Linked DNA regions of Gasterosteus aculeatus: region 1 is linked to region 2. A link is a contact called in public Hi-C data. All regions are on one chromosome and are shown on one strand. Each heading gives the region's core, a stretch centred on a gene start, on an enhancer-like site or on the middle of the called end of the contact. The rest is flanking DNA. Distances are from core to core; before and after follow the strand shown.

Evidence for each region. A called contact is a pair of places that touch in the nucleus more often than the background predicts.
Region 1: a Hi-C map of tail fin shows a contact between it and region 2, with 1.8 times the contacts expected there. The contact joins the promoter of fam114a1 here to the enhancer-like site in region 2. A contact is called at or near these places in 2 of 6 Hi-C or Micro-C datasets (tail fin and whole body).

Annotation. Positions count from the first base shown.
Region 1 is chr9:1,838,397-1,844,574 of fGasAcu3.hap1.1, forward strand. fam114a1 (family with sequence similarity 114 member A1) reads left to right here and starts at 3,672. Exons shown (of 14, transcript XM_078080074.1): 1 at 3,672-3,978; 2 at 4,920-4,968; 3 at 5,132-5,404; 4 at 5,953-6,037; 5 at 6,123-6,178. The coding sequence starts at 5,138. It overlaps klf3 (Kruppel like factor 3 (basic)), which reads left to right. Exons shown (of 6, transcript XM_040187322.2): 5 at 1,176-1,342; 6 at 1,441-3,116. The coding sequence ends at 1,622. It overlaps trnap-agg (transfer RNA proline (anticodon AGG)), which reads right to left and starts at 3,464; the gene lies at 3,393-3,464.
Region 2 is chr9:1,795,240-1,801,205 of fGasAcu3.hap1.1, forward strand. It overlaps tbc1d1 (TBC1 (tre-2/USP6, BUB2, cdc16) domain family, member 1), which reads left to right. Exons shown (of 21, transcript XM_040187271.2): 4 at 289-378; 5 at 451-555; 6 at 1,234-1,366; 7 at 1,743-1,834; 8 at 3,011-3,127; 9 at 3,263-3,385; 10 at 3,711-3,859; 11 at 4,219-4,479; 12 at 5,831-5,964. Among protein-coding and RNA genes, the nearest start is that of tbc1d1, 17 kb to the left of the region's middle. Within about 2 kb of position 4,477, at least 3 of the 9 cell types and tissues checked have open chromatin away from gene starts, as enhancers often do.

The DNA of each region.
Region 1 (6,178 bases), core at 2,422-4,921, 42 kb after region 2:
ATGCGGGCGAGCGGAAGTCGACTTGGGAGAAAACAAAAGGGGACGGCGACGCGGCACGTGGACGCGCCCCCCCCCCTCATCTCTCCGGTCAGCCACCTGTGATGTAACCTCCACCTCCACATCACTCTGCACTTCCTGTATTGAGTTCTTTAAAGGCACTCATTGTACTGCATCTGCCGCTCCTTCCTCCTCCTCCTCCTCCTCCTCCTCCTCCCGTCGTCATCTCTTTTGGTTTGTTCTCCTTCAGCAGAATAACTGCTTTTTCTCCCTCTAAGGAATAATTGCATGTGGGTTGTGCATGTCATGGTGAGGGAACGCCGCTGTAGTCATCAGGGCGGTAACCATCACACCGTGAGCGGGAAATAATAATTGGTCCCTCGGGGGGAGAAAACGAGGGGCGTGTCCACGTCTGTCATCGCCGCTCCTCTCAAAAGACAATGTTAATATTCCACCGGAAATGTTGACAACGTTGTCCAACAGCCTGTGTGTGTGTGTGTGTGTGTGTGTGTGTGTGTGTGTGTGTGTCCAGGGGGATTTTCTGCACATTCCTTTCACACTGAACTAATCTGTGAGGGATTCATATCTCAACACTTGACACCTGCTCCTCGCCCACACACACACACACACACACACACACACACACACACACACACACACACACACACACACAGTTTAATTATACCAGACAGAAAAGTCTTTGTTTTTTTCCCTCGTAAAACACCAGAGGACCTCCATTCATATCTGCTGTGCTCATTTGTAGTTCCACAGAAGAGCTTTTCTCTCACACAGCGGGAGTGTTGATGAAACCTCATCTCCTCGAGTCTCACAAAGTTCCATCTAAATAGGCCATTTATAACACATGTATCCACTTCTTTACTCCACTTCGTGGTGTCACATTCTGGGGAAATAACCGTTGGCAGGTTCGGTGAGGTCATGGGGGTTGACGGGACAATAGGAGAGGCGTGGCAGAGGGGGGCGGGGGGGGGGGTGTTATTTGATCAACTTCCTTACTGGAAGGACTCTCTTATTGCATCACAGGAGCAGCCGCAACCAAATGAACGTTGCATCAGGTTGCGGGTTGAGCGCCGTTGGGTTGTCGGGCTGACGCCCTCTCGTGGTCCACCGCGGAGGGAGACGCGCGACTTAACCGCTGTCCTCTCTCCGCGTCCTCTCAGGTGCAACAACCCGTCCGTCATAGTCCATTCGGGCGCCCAGCATCCGCCCCCCGTCGAGTCCCCGGACACGCTGAAGAAGCGACGGATCCACCGCTGCGACTTCAACGGCTGCAACAAAGTGTACACCAAGAGCTCCCACCTCAAGGCGCACCGCAGGACGCACACCGGTGAGGGCCGCACGCACGCGCTTACGCGCTCGCTCGACTTTCCACATGTCGCCGTGACTCATTTCTCTCTCTCTCTCTCTCTCTCCCTCCACGCGCAGGCGAGAAGCCCTACAAGTGCATGTGGGAGGGTTGCACGTGGAAGTTCGCCCGTTCGGACGAGCTGACGAGACACTTCCGGAAGCACACGGGGGTCAAGCCGTTCCAGTGCCCCGACTGCGAGCGCAGCTTCTCCCGCTCCGACCACCTGGCGCTACACAAGAAGCGCCACCTTCTGGTGTGAACCAGAACCACCCCGGACTGTACCGCTTGACCCGAGGCCGTCGCGCGCAGTCCTGCGGATTTATCGTCCCCCCCCCTCAGACACTTTAACAGAGAGGAGAGGCCGCTGCACATCAGCCGGCCTGAGATGCAGCGCCCCCCTGTGGCCGGAGAACCCAACTGCACCGACGCCGTCTCTGCCTCACACGGCACGCTCACATCAGCTCCCATACACAGGTTGTTCGCTACGTAGGCCAATATAATGTGAAACTCCAGAATGTACCATAGCTCACCTACTGTGCATCGTGTCATACACGCTTCAGCCTCACCTGTGGCATGGCGCCCAAGGCTGGCGCCTCCTCCTTCACGGACCACCACATCCAAACTGCACCCACCTGATCTGCCTCTGCAAAAACACACCTGTAAAAGGACTTGTAAAAACACACACCTGGGAAGGAAACAGGTCGCCAAATGTTTTAAACGAGGGAACACGTGCACTTAATAAAAGCAGCCTCGGTTCGCTGTGCTTTTTTCGGGAATTTGGGTTGAAAAAAGAAACGTAGGACCTGGGTCTCGTTCAATGTCAGAGTGAAGTGTTTTTTTTATGTTTTTATTCAGAAATGTGAACGTTGCTGCACAGGGGCATTATTATTAGCAAGGAAAAGACACCACTTGGTTGGTTTAAGGGTAGAAGCAATTATAGGTCTTATATCAAGTTTAATGATTTTTTTGTGGGAAATGCAAAGGGGAGACATTTTATCTTTGTCACATAATGTTTAAAGATGTATAACATTGATTTGAACAGTTTTCTTAAGAGGTGGGGTCATTAGATATATTCTGCTACACTGTCACCTTTTTAGAGCCCAACATTTACAGCACAAAAAGGAAATAGTTCTGCTCAATGCATCTTTGTACATGTCTCCAATGTGCACTTTATATATATATATATATATATGTGTGTATATATAAAGTATCAGACCCTATATACACATTCAGAACATTCCCAAAGCGAAACATTTTCTAATCAAATATTCTATCCGCCTGCTGGTCAGTTTGATCGGAAATATTTAACTTAAGTCTTTCTGATCATGTAATACAGAAGATGTGATCATTTTTCTTCTACACGCATGTACGCTCATAAACACACATCGAATGTAGCGGCTATAGTGATTTGCATTTTGCCCCTTGATCTTCTTCGCGGTTTTTACTTTGTTTTTGTATTTCTGAAAATATAAGTTGTAATATATATATATTTTATAATTGATTATTAGACCGAAAGGGCAATTAAAGGTTTTTTATTAAGCATGATTTTGATACTCATAATAATGGATATACATTTCTATAATGTTCTGTCTATAATAAACCCAATAAACCTTTTAATCTAAGCGTTGGCAATTCAAAGGGAACATGTTAAACTGTGAACATATAACTGCACATGTTTATATGAAATTTTAGCATTTATTTTAAGAAAGAATATTCATACCACTTAATAAACGTATTGGTAATACCTGCAGAATGAAGGGCTGTGTCTTCAATTATTTATGGGTTATTAATCTCTGTGTGTGAACTTTATCCTTTGCAGCTGTAATCCTCTGAATTTACTAATAAAGGATTACTTATTTCTAAATTATGATTTGATTTGTTATTCAGAATTCGAAAAGCCTTGTTGCGTATCAAGCACGTCTCTTTAATCAGTACCTTGCTAAAAAGATTGTATTCATGTAAGATTCTAATCAAAATGAATTGTAATCGGCCTTAGTAATTTCTATAATGTGATATATGTTAAAAGCGTGGGCTCGTCCGGGATTTGAACCCGGGACCTCTCGCACCCTAAGCGAGAATCATACCCCTAGACCAACGAGCCGCGGTGACTGCTCCTTTCTATATATAGGACTAATATTAACAATACGCCATTTTTTCTAGTTATTATTGTATGATAAAGCATAAAGCATCTATCTAACTATCAATGTGTATCAACAAAAAGAACATTTAACTTTTTTTCTAATCAAATATAAGCGTCCATGAGAAGCGAGAGGAATCGCTTCCTTCCACTTCCGCATTTGTTGACAGCTTTAGCATGAGCAACACAGCAACAACACAACAGCAACAAGCATGAATTACCGTTGTCGGCGACTTTATCAGTACCCGACCCCAATGAATGCTTTGAACACTGTTGCATTGTGGGAATCCCAATTAATAACAAAGCTTACAATGTGGTTGTTCTGTAAAACATTGTCTTAAATCGGCACCGGCTTATAGTAGACTAAAGTCGTTTTGAGGCAGGGAACTATCTTGTCTGTTGGTAGTCCTCCGCGCGGTAGTCCGCCGGCCTGCCGACGTGGCGGGCGGAAGGAGAGCCGCTGGCTGGCACCGAACGGGTGAGCTGCACTGTCACTTTCACCGAAACACCACCACGTCTTTCAGCTTCATTACTTTCTTTACCCCGAAACAACCGACCAAAGGAGACAACGCGCCCTGAAGTTTTAAGGATTAGTTTCACTTTTGTAAACGTGTTTGTATGTGACTGTTACACGTCAAGGAGGCTCTAAATAATAGCCCGATTGTCATGTTCGCTTTCATACAGAACGGTGGTCTTTGTTCAGTGTCTTCTGTACGTTGTTCTGAATGTTGTCATTGTGTAACATTGTGTTCAAATGGTTTTAAGAGAAGCAGAAGATATATGATCTATTGATGACATCATGGGTGTTATTCATTTGACTGTAGTTACAATGTATCCCCATAGCATCTCTCGACAGTTTATGGATGTAATAGCATATTTAATTAGTGCAAAAAAACTATATATGGTTTTTTGACATGGATTTATTTGCCCCGCTAGTAACCTAACTCTAGCCTGTGTTTGCGGACGGGGCATGTGGGTGCACGTGATGCGCGTGGCCGCTGGGTGGAAGCCTCGAGCCACGTAGCGACCATCAATCATGCGCCACAGCGTTGCTTCTTTAATGTCCTTCATCAATGTCCAATTTTCTCCTCAAACATCTCACACGTAGCACGATTGTACAGCATTTCTTTTAAAATACTGCTGCAAATTCTGCAGAAATAATGCAACACTTAATATTATGGGGTTTTCTGGAATTGATTGTGTCATATGCACATGTGATGAGGTTTTTGGCCTTTTGTATGTTATCAGGTTTTAGCATATTAACGTCAAATTGCTACAATTACTCAGTCGATCAATACACAAAAAGCAAAAAAGTCTATGTGCTCGCTCCTCCTCTAATGTCAGCTGTCAGTTTTCCCTGTTTTAAATCACTGTCAACTGAAATTCTTGTTTTTCTTCCGGCCGGGGGGGTGATAGTAGAACAAACAACACACCTGCAGGCATCTGAGGCTCCGGGCTTTTGTGACAGGTAACAAAGAAAATTGTACAGATTGATCCGTGGCGAATGTGACAATCAGTTGCAGCACCGATTTGCATTCTGTTGTATGGATACGATGTGTACACGTAGGCACTGTTTGGTTGCAGGTTACACATGAATAAAGAACTAAAATCAAAGATGTCTTCTCTTCCAGATCACCATGTCCCAGGCCGACGCAGACCCCATCGCTGACCTCCCCCCTTCCACTGAGCCTGGCCCCGGTCAGTATGTCCCAGAAGCCTTTGCTCCAGCTCCTCTACATCCTCCTCTGGACCCCCCGCGGCCCAGCGCGGAGGAGACCGGGACAGAGCCCACCTCGGAGGGTCCGACGGGCCAATCGGAGCCTGCTGCCCAGGGTCGGGTGGTCGTATGTGACCAACCGGTGAGCCTGGAGCTGGAGCCCGAGCAGGCAGAGGAGGATGCGGAGGTCTGTCGCACGTGTTTCTGAAGTATCTCAGATAAATCTTTGGAACATCTTTGGATCTTTGCTGCCCTTCTTACCGATCGACAGTCATTGATACCGATTTATCCGTAATGTGATCTTATCGATCGGTACATCGGCCTTTAACGTCAATATGCCACTGAGCTGAGTTGGCTTCATTCGTTGACTTGACTTTGATTTAACTGAAAATATCTCACCATTCATTTGTCGATCGGAAGAGAATGAATCAGCAACTCTTTAAAATGTGCTCTCATGTTTCTTCTTCTCAGTTCATTGGTCTTATTTTGTGATGGTAAGACTTGAATAGAATGCTGATTATGGAAATGAACAAGAAGCGCTGTGTCCCTATTTCCTCAATATTTTTGGACGCATTCTGAAAATGATAATTATACATTTTCCAAGACGTATTGACTCCAACCTTTGAAGCTAATAAACACAAGTATTGACTTAACTCCCTTATCTCAGTTCTAAAGACCAATGTACTAACTAGCATTGCTGTGTGTGTGTATGTGTGTGTGTGTGTGTGTTTACAGAGGCCACCTCAGGAGAAAGAGAAAGGTTGGGGAGGTTGGAGTTCATGGGGAAAATCTCTCCTGAGCAGCGCCTCTTCCTCCGTGGGTACGTAACCTTCGTTTAGTTCCTCAATCGTCGTTACGCTTCAGCCTCTCTGGCCCCCGAAGTCTTCACCCGCCTCTGTGTGCAGGTCAGAGCCTGACGTCGGTTAAGACCAAGGCGGGAGAAGCTCTGCGACTCCACAAG
Region 2 (5,966 bases), core at 3,227-5,726:
CTGCTTATTCTGAACCACTCCTGTGCTAAAGATGCTATAAACGGGGGATATCCATTGAACGGGACTCTAAAACCATTTCTATAAAACTGAAAAGATATTTTAGGCTCCCCTTCCCTTTTATATTACGTAATGATTGACCCAGACTACCAGTGAGGATTCTGATCTTGGGCCACGACTATTTTAGTCGGCAAGGTTTATTACTGCTGTGACGACCACACCACTCACCTCACTACACACAGAAGCACATCGGCAGGCTCACTGTGCTCTCGGCGTCTTTCTCTGCTGCAGGTGGGCAGGTCTCAGATCTTCTTGGTCAGTCCAGACACTAAGAAAGTTGCCATAGAGAAGAGTTTCAGAGAGATCTCCTTCTGCTCCCAGGTAAGCTCCTCTGTTTCTCCACATAACGGTCTGTGCGGCCATGTGTGGTATGCTAAATCTTTGCTCTACCAGGGTATCCGTCACGTGGATCACTTCGGCTTCATCTGCAGGGAGACGGTGGAGGGGGGAAGCTGCCACTTTGTGTGCTACGTCTTCCAGTGCACCGACGAATCGCTGGTGAGAGGCCGATTATGAGAGCAGACCATGCTGGACTATGGCAAGAAAAGGATGGGACGTCTTTTGCCCTTGTTATTAGGTTTCAGTTTCAGTCCACATGTTAGTTTGAGCTGGAAAAAGAAGCTGGAGGGGATTTCTTTGAATTTGGCATAGAAGTCTGAAATGGTCAGATTTTGGAACGTCAAGAATTGTGTGTATTCTGTAACTGATTACACATACTGGGCATTTCCATATCAGTATTTCCCACAGTTGGATTTAAAACCTCTCCAGTTTGCTTTGGATTAAACTGTGCTTCAAGTCTTGTGACCTCATCGTCGGAGCATCGGTGCTGCATTGAGTCATGGCGTGTTTGATAAAAAGCCTCAGTCAGCAGACCACCGTACTTTAGTATTTGACTGCTGCCAGAGTAAACTGGACACCCCGTGGGAACAATCTGCATATCTTGTTTACTCTACTCTTGTTTTCACTTCGACCAGTTTTATATGGCACGCTACAAAGATTCAGATTTCCTGATGTATATTGAAACTTTTCTTAAATTATGCAAAGGCGTTACAAAAACAATATTAGGTCAAGAATTTGTGGGGATTTGTTAAAATAATTGTTCTCCATTGTGGGATACAGTTACACAAATCCGCAAACGTAAATCGAGGCCTAAAGAAGACCGTTTTGCTCCTGTAGGTGGATGAGATCATGCTGACTTTGAAGCAGGCGTTCTCAGTGGCTGCCGTGCAGCAGAATATGAAGAACCAGAGGCAGCAGTGTGACAGCTGCCCCATGCAGCAGCTCCACAGACTGTGTGAGAGGATAGAAGGTACGACAGTAGTGTCGATCGGTCAAGTCGGAGATTAGAAGTCAGTTTGTTCACCCAGTGTACATCAGATTTAGGGCGGTTTAAGGCGGAACCTAACACAGGATTTGATCTATTCAGTAGATTTTTGAAATAAATGTGTTCACACTTGATGAATAGAAGTACATCGTACGATGATGAACAAATTTGTCTCTTTAATTGCCACAAATTTTGTTTTACACATGTAGATGACCGCATCCCACAAAGTATAAACATATATTATGCTGTAGAATTATGTGACCAATGAACTTGCATCCCTACATACAGTATAATATACACGTATTATGACTAAGGGACATTTCTTTCTGTCTTGTTTTTAATTCTGCATCTTTTTTTTCAGGTCTGCACGCCTCTAAAACCAAGCTGGAGCTTCAGAGACACCTGGCCACCCTGGACAACGAGGAGCAGGCGTCTGTTTTTGAAAACACTATGGTAACGTGTAGGCCGGTCGCGATATGCCATATATTGACTCACCGCACGCTATGTGAAAGTGAGTGCAACCATTTTTGGTGGTGCGATATTCATTTTACATGTAAATGAACGTCACCAACATTTTAGTCGATCACGCTTCCCTCTCGTTTGCTTCCATTCTTGGAGGCGGGGCTTAGGCAGCGCCTCCACACGCACACGCAGAGGGAACACCGACAGGTGAAGGGAACGCGTGAAGCCACCGTGTTATGAAGTGTTATTTTCTGTGACATCTACAGACAATTAGGATGAACTAGTCCAAATGGACTTGGTTACGAAGCCGCAATCTTCAGCTCTAGCGTGGGAACATTTTGGCTTTTAGCCGAATGAGAGAAGAGGTATTATATTGTCATTATGTTATCCGTGCCAAAAAATGGTCTGAAAATTGCAATAATATTATTTATCTTAAATAATGTTGGTCCAATAATCACACAACACAAATTTGATATTGTGACGGCCTCAGTAACCTGTCTGTCCCGACTGCACCCGTTGAGCCGAGTGAAGTCCTGAAGGCAGCCTCTTTTCTGGGATGTAATTTGAGGGGTATGCGGTTACAAGGGGGAGTTTGAATCACACAGACCTCCTTCACATGTAAAGTTGAAGTGGTTTAAAATCTGTATAAATACTCTGGTACAAAGCCTATGTATGAAATTTTACTTAATAAGCAAAAATAAAAATATATAATATTTAAACTCTACATTAAAAGCTAGACTGAAGTAGAGTTTTTAGTTTCTGTAAGATGTATTTATATATTTTTGCTTCTCTAAAATTCTGCTGAGAGGCTGTTCAATAAAGCACATTCTTTACTGTCTTTATCTTTTTATCCCTCATCGTTACTGCACATTGTTGACGTGGTGAGCTTTGGGAGGAGATCGCCCCTCAAATATTTCTGTGACTCCGCTGACACCTGCTGGTGATGTAGCTGAACTGCTGCACCACATCAGTGCAGAGCTCTGAACAGAGAAGATCACGCTTCACTAATGACAGGCAGCACGATGTTGTTATGTCATGTGGCTATTGAACACTCACAACCCCTGAACATTTGCAAACTTATTTATTTCTTCTTATTTCATTACAAAATTATTTATTTAGGAAAAAGTACCAAAAAAGTAAATAAATAGCATTTTCTGTGTGTTTCAGAGGGCTTGTCCTAAGAGCGACCAGGAAGAGAACGAGCTGGTGATGGCCTATTTGAGGGTTCTGTATGAGGAGAAGCAGAGGAGCCATCAGCACGCTCTGCCTGGTGACATCAAGCAGGTCAATAATTCCCACACATGCCCTGCTGTGCCTCCTCCTCTCTCATTTCCTGACTTTATTCTTAATAAAGAACGTAACGGGTCTTACACACTCGCCGTCTTGCTGTCCATCTCTACGTCTCTCGTGCATATGTAGGTGTGTGAGGAGGCGGCTCCGGCCCCGGTGGATTCCCAGCAGAGTAGCAGTCGGCAGCGACTCGAGCAGTTCAAGAGCCGAGCCAAGCGCTCGCTCACAGAGTCCTTGGAGGGGATCTGGAAGGTAAAACCTTCCTTCTTGTTCTGTGCACACCTGCAAAGTTGTCGCTTTTCGACGAAATTTAGAGCAGAGGACCTATTTGTTCCGCCGGTGTAATTCCCCCTTTATGAGTTTGCTGCTATGTTTGTAACCCAGTGTTCATTTGTCTGTATGGTACATTGTCATTATTGTGATCCAACATAGAAGAATAGGCCTCTTTTTAAAAGGCTTTTGAAGGTGTTTTTCATAATTCTTCATCTTTACCCCTTGATGGTAAAACTGGAAAAGTAAGACCTTGAATAAATGTGCAGGTCTGTATGTAACCATGACGTGTTTGTGTTTTTGACAGGGAAGCAGCAAGGCCCGAGCTCAGAGGGACAACAGTGTAGGAGGAGACGGCGCCTCTTCCGTTTGTGCGCTCGACAGCAACCAGGACCAGTCTTGTCTGGACGACCCTTTGCCCGCCCCCTCCCAGCTAAGACCCACCAGCCCACTCAGGTAAACACACACAAAAAAGCAGAAGCGAGCGTAGCATAGCGTAGCATGGTTAATGATGTGCTACCGTGCTCTGCCTATGTTGGCTCCACAGGTTATTTTTGCTAGAAATTAACATTTCCGGTTAAAACATATCTCTTTTACACAACATTAAACATCCGAATGCACTGAACCCCCCCTGCATGAGAGGCCATAGAGCAAAAACGGACACTTGTAAGATTAGCCAGTTGGAATGCGGTGTTCCTTAAATATCAGAATATATTTAGACCTAATTGTAAGATAATTATATTATTACAAACTTTTTATGGAGATTATTCAGGCACCATTTTTCTACCTTCACTCGCTTTCCTGGTTGTCATTAGGTACCACAACTCAACAGGGAACCTGAAGCGCCTCGACTCTTCTCTCCCCCCGTCCCCTTCCGCTTCCTCTCAACCCGGTGACGCTCACCCTCCAGGCTTCCGCCGACGGGCCAGCACCTTCAGCCACCCTCCCACCCCCTCCTCTGCCGACAACTCGCCGCTGCACGCGCTGACTCGCACGCCGCAGGACCACGCGTCGGCCAGCAAGCCCAAGCTCGTACGGCACTACTCCGTCAGCACCGACACGCCGCACCAGAGCAAGTGAGGGCAGTGTTCCTGTTTCATTGTCTACATTCCCGATGACGCGGAGCACAACACGTCACACATTAATCCCATCCAATACGGTAGAAATGAGTCTCACGCGTGAAAGGGGCCGTTCGGATAGTGAGGGAGGAGCGGTTGCGGTGGCAACGTGTTTATTGAGTTAATAACCTGTGTCTTTTTCAACTGAAGCACGTTGCTTGTACCCCGTGTTTAACTGGTGATGAACCTGTGACAACAGGGTGGTTAAACGCATGTTCGGTGGCGCATCCACCGGTTTCCCCTTTGTGCTGCTGCTGTAGATCATCGATAAGGAGCTTCATGTGAAGCCGGCAGCACTCTTTTCAAAGTGGTTCCTGTCAGAAAAGTGCTGCTATTAACGTTTTAGCTATTAGCGTTAATTCCTCTGTCCTTGAAAAACGTAGTAAATGTTCCTGATGTGGAGGAATATCTGTGGCGGTGTGGTCTGAAAGACGTAACGTATCAGGCCTCCGTAGCCCCCCCCATCTCTGCTGGAGGCTACGAGCCGCTTCTTACAATGATGCAGGCAGCTAGGAAGAAGAACCTGAGAAACAAACCCGCTGGTCTTTTCATTTCATCCTGGTGGAAGAGTAAAATGCATTCAGAGTTTGAAATATCTTCAATTATAATATTTAAAATAAAATGATCTACCAAACCTCACAGCTCTTTCTTAAAACAGCGCCGCCTTTCATTTTCCCTCCTCTTCATAGTTGCCCTTTTTTTGTTCTTGTCACCTTCCTTTTTTGTGACCTTCCTCTGCTCTTCTCCTCTTTGCTTCCTCTTACTGTATCTCAGACATCTCCCAACCGACTCCGCCCTTCCTCCTGTTCCTCCCTGCCCTTCATCTCCCTCTCCTCTCCCTCCTCTTCATCCTTCCTCACCGTCTAGTGGAGCGCGGCTCAATAAAAGAGGGTGAGAAACCTGCGCTGGCTTTCAAGTTTAACTTATGCATTTGTGTGAGCGGAAACCTGTGCGTTTCCCTGTGTTCTGTTTCGTGCCTCTTTTTTGATTCACCCCCATCTCTCCGTCCCAGTCCTCTGGTTGGTCTGCGTGCTCGCCTCCGCTCCTCCTCCTCTGTCCCTAATTTTCTGAAATTTCCATTTCTGGCACCTGTCCAAGAGAATGAGTGTTCTGATGTACCAAAGAGCAGGTACACACACACACACACACACACACCAAGTTATCATGTCCATCACAGTGTCCAGCGTGGTCATAACTGCTCCTTCAGTCACTCACAGCCTGAGTTCATGTCTACTCATGGATGTTTGTGTACACTAAAGGGCATTACTTCTTAACGTTATGTAACCATTGGCGTGTGTTTGTCTTTCAGTGATGTAGTGGCTCTGTCGTCACTGAGTGCAGCGTGCGGCGTAGCGGAAAGCCCTCTCCGTAGCTACCGCCACTCGTGGAGGCAGCAGATCTTCCTTCGGGTCGCCACTCCGCAGAAGACCACAGACCCCAGTGGT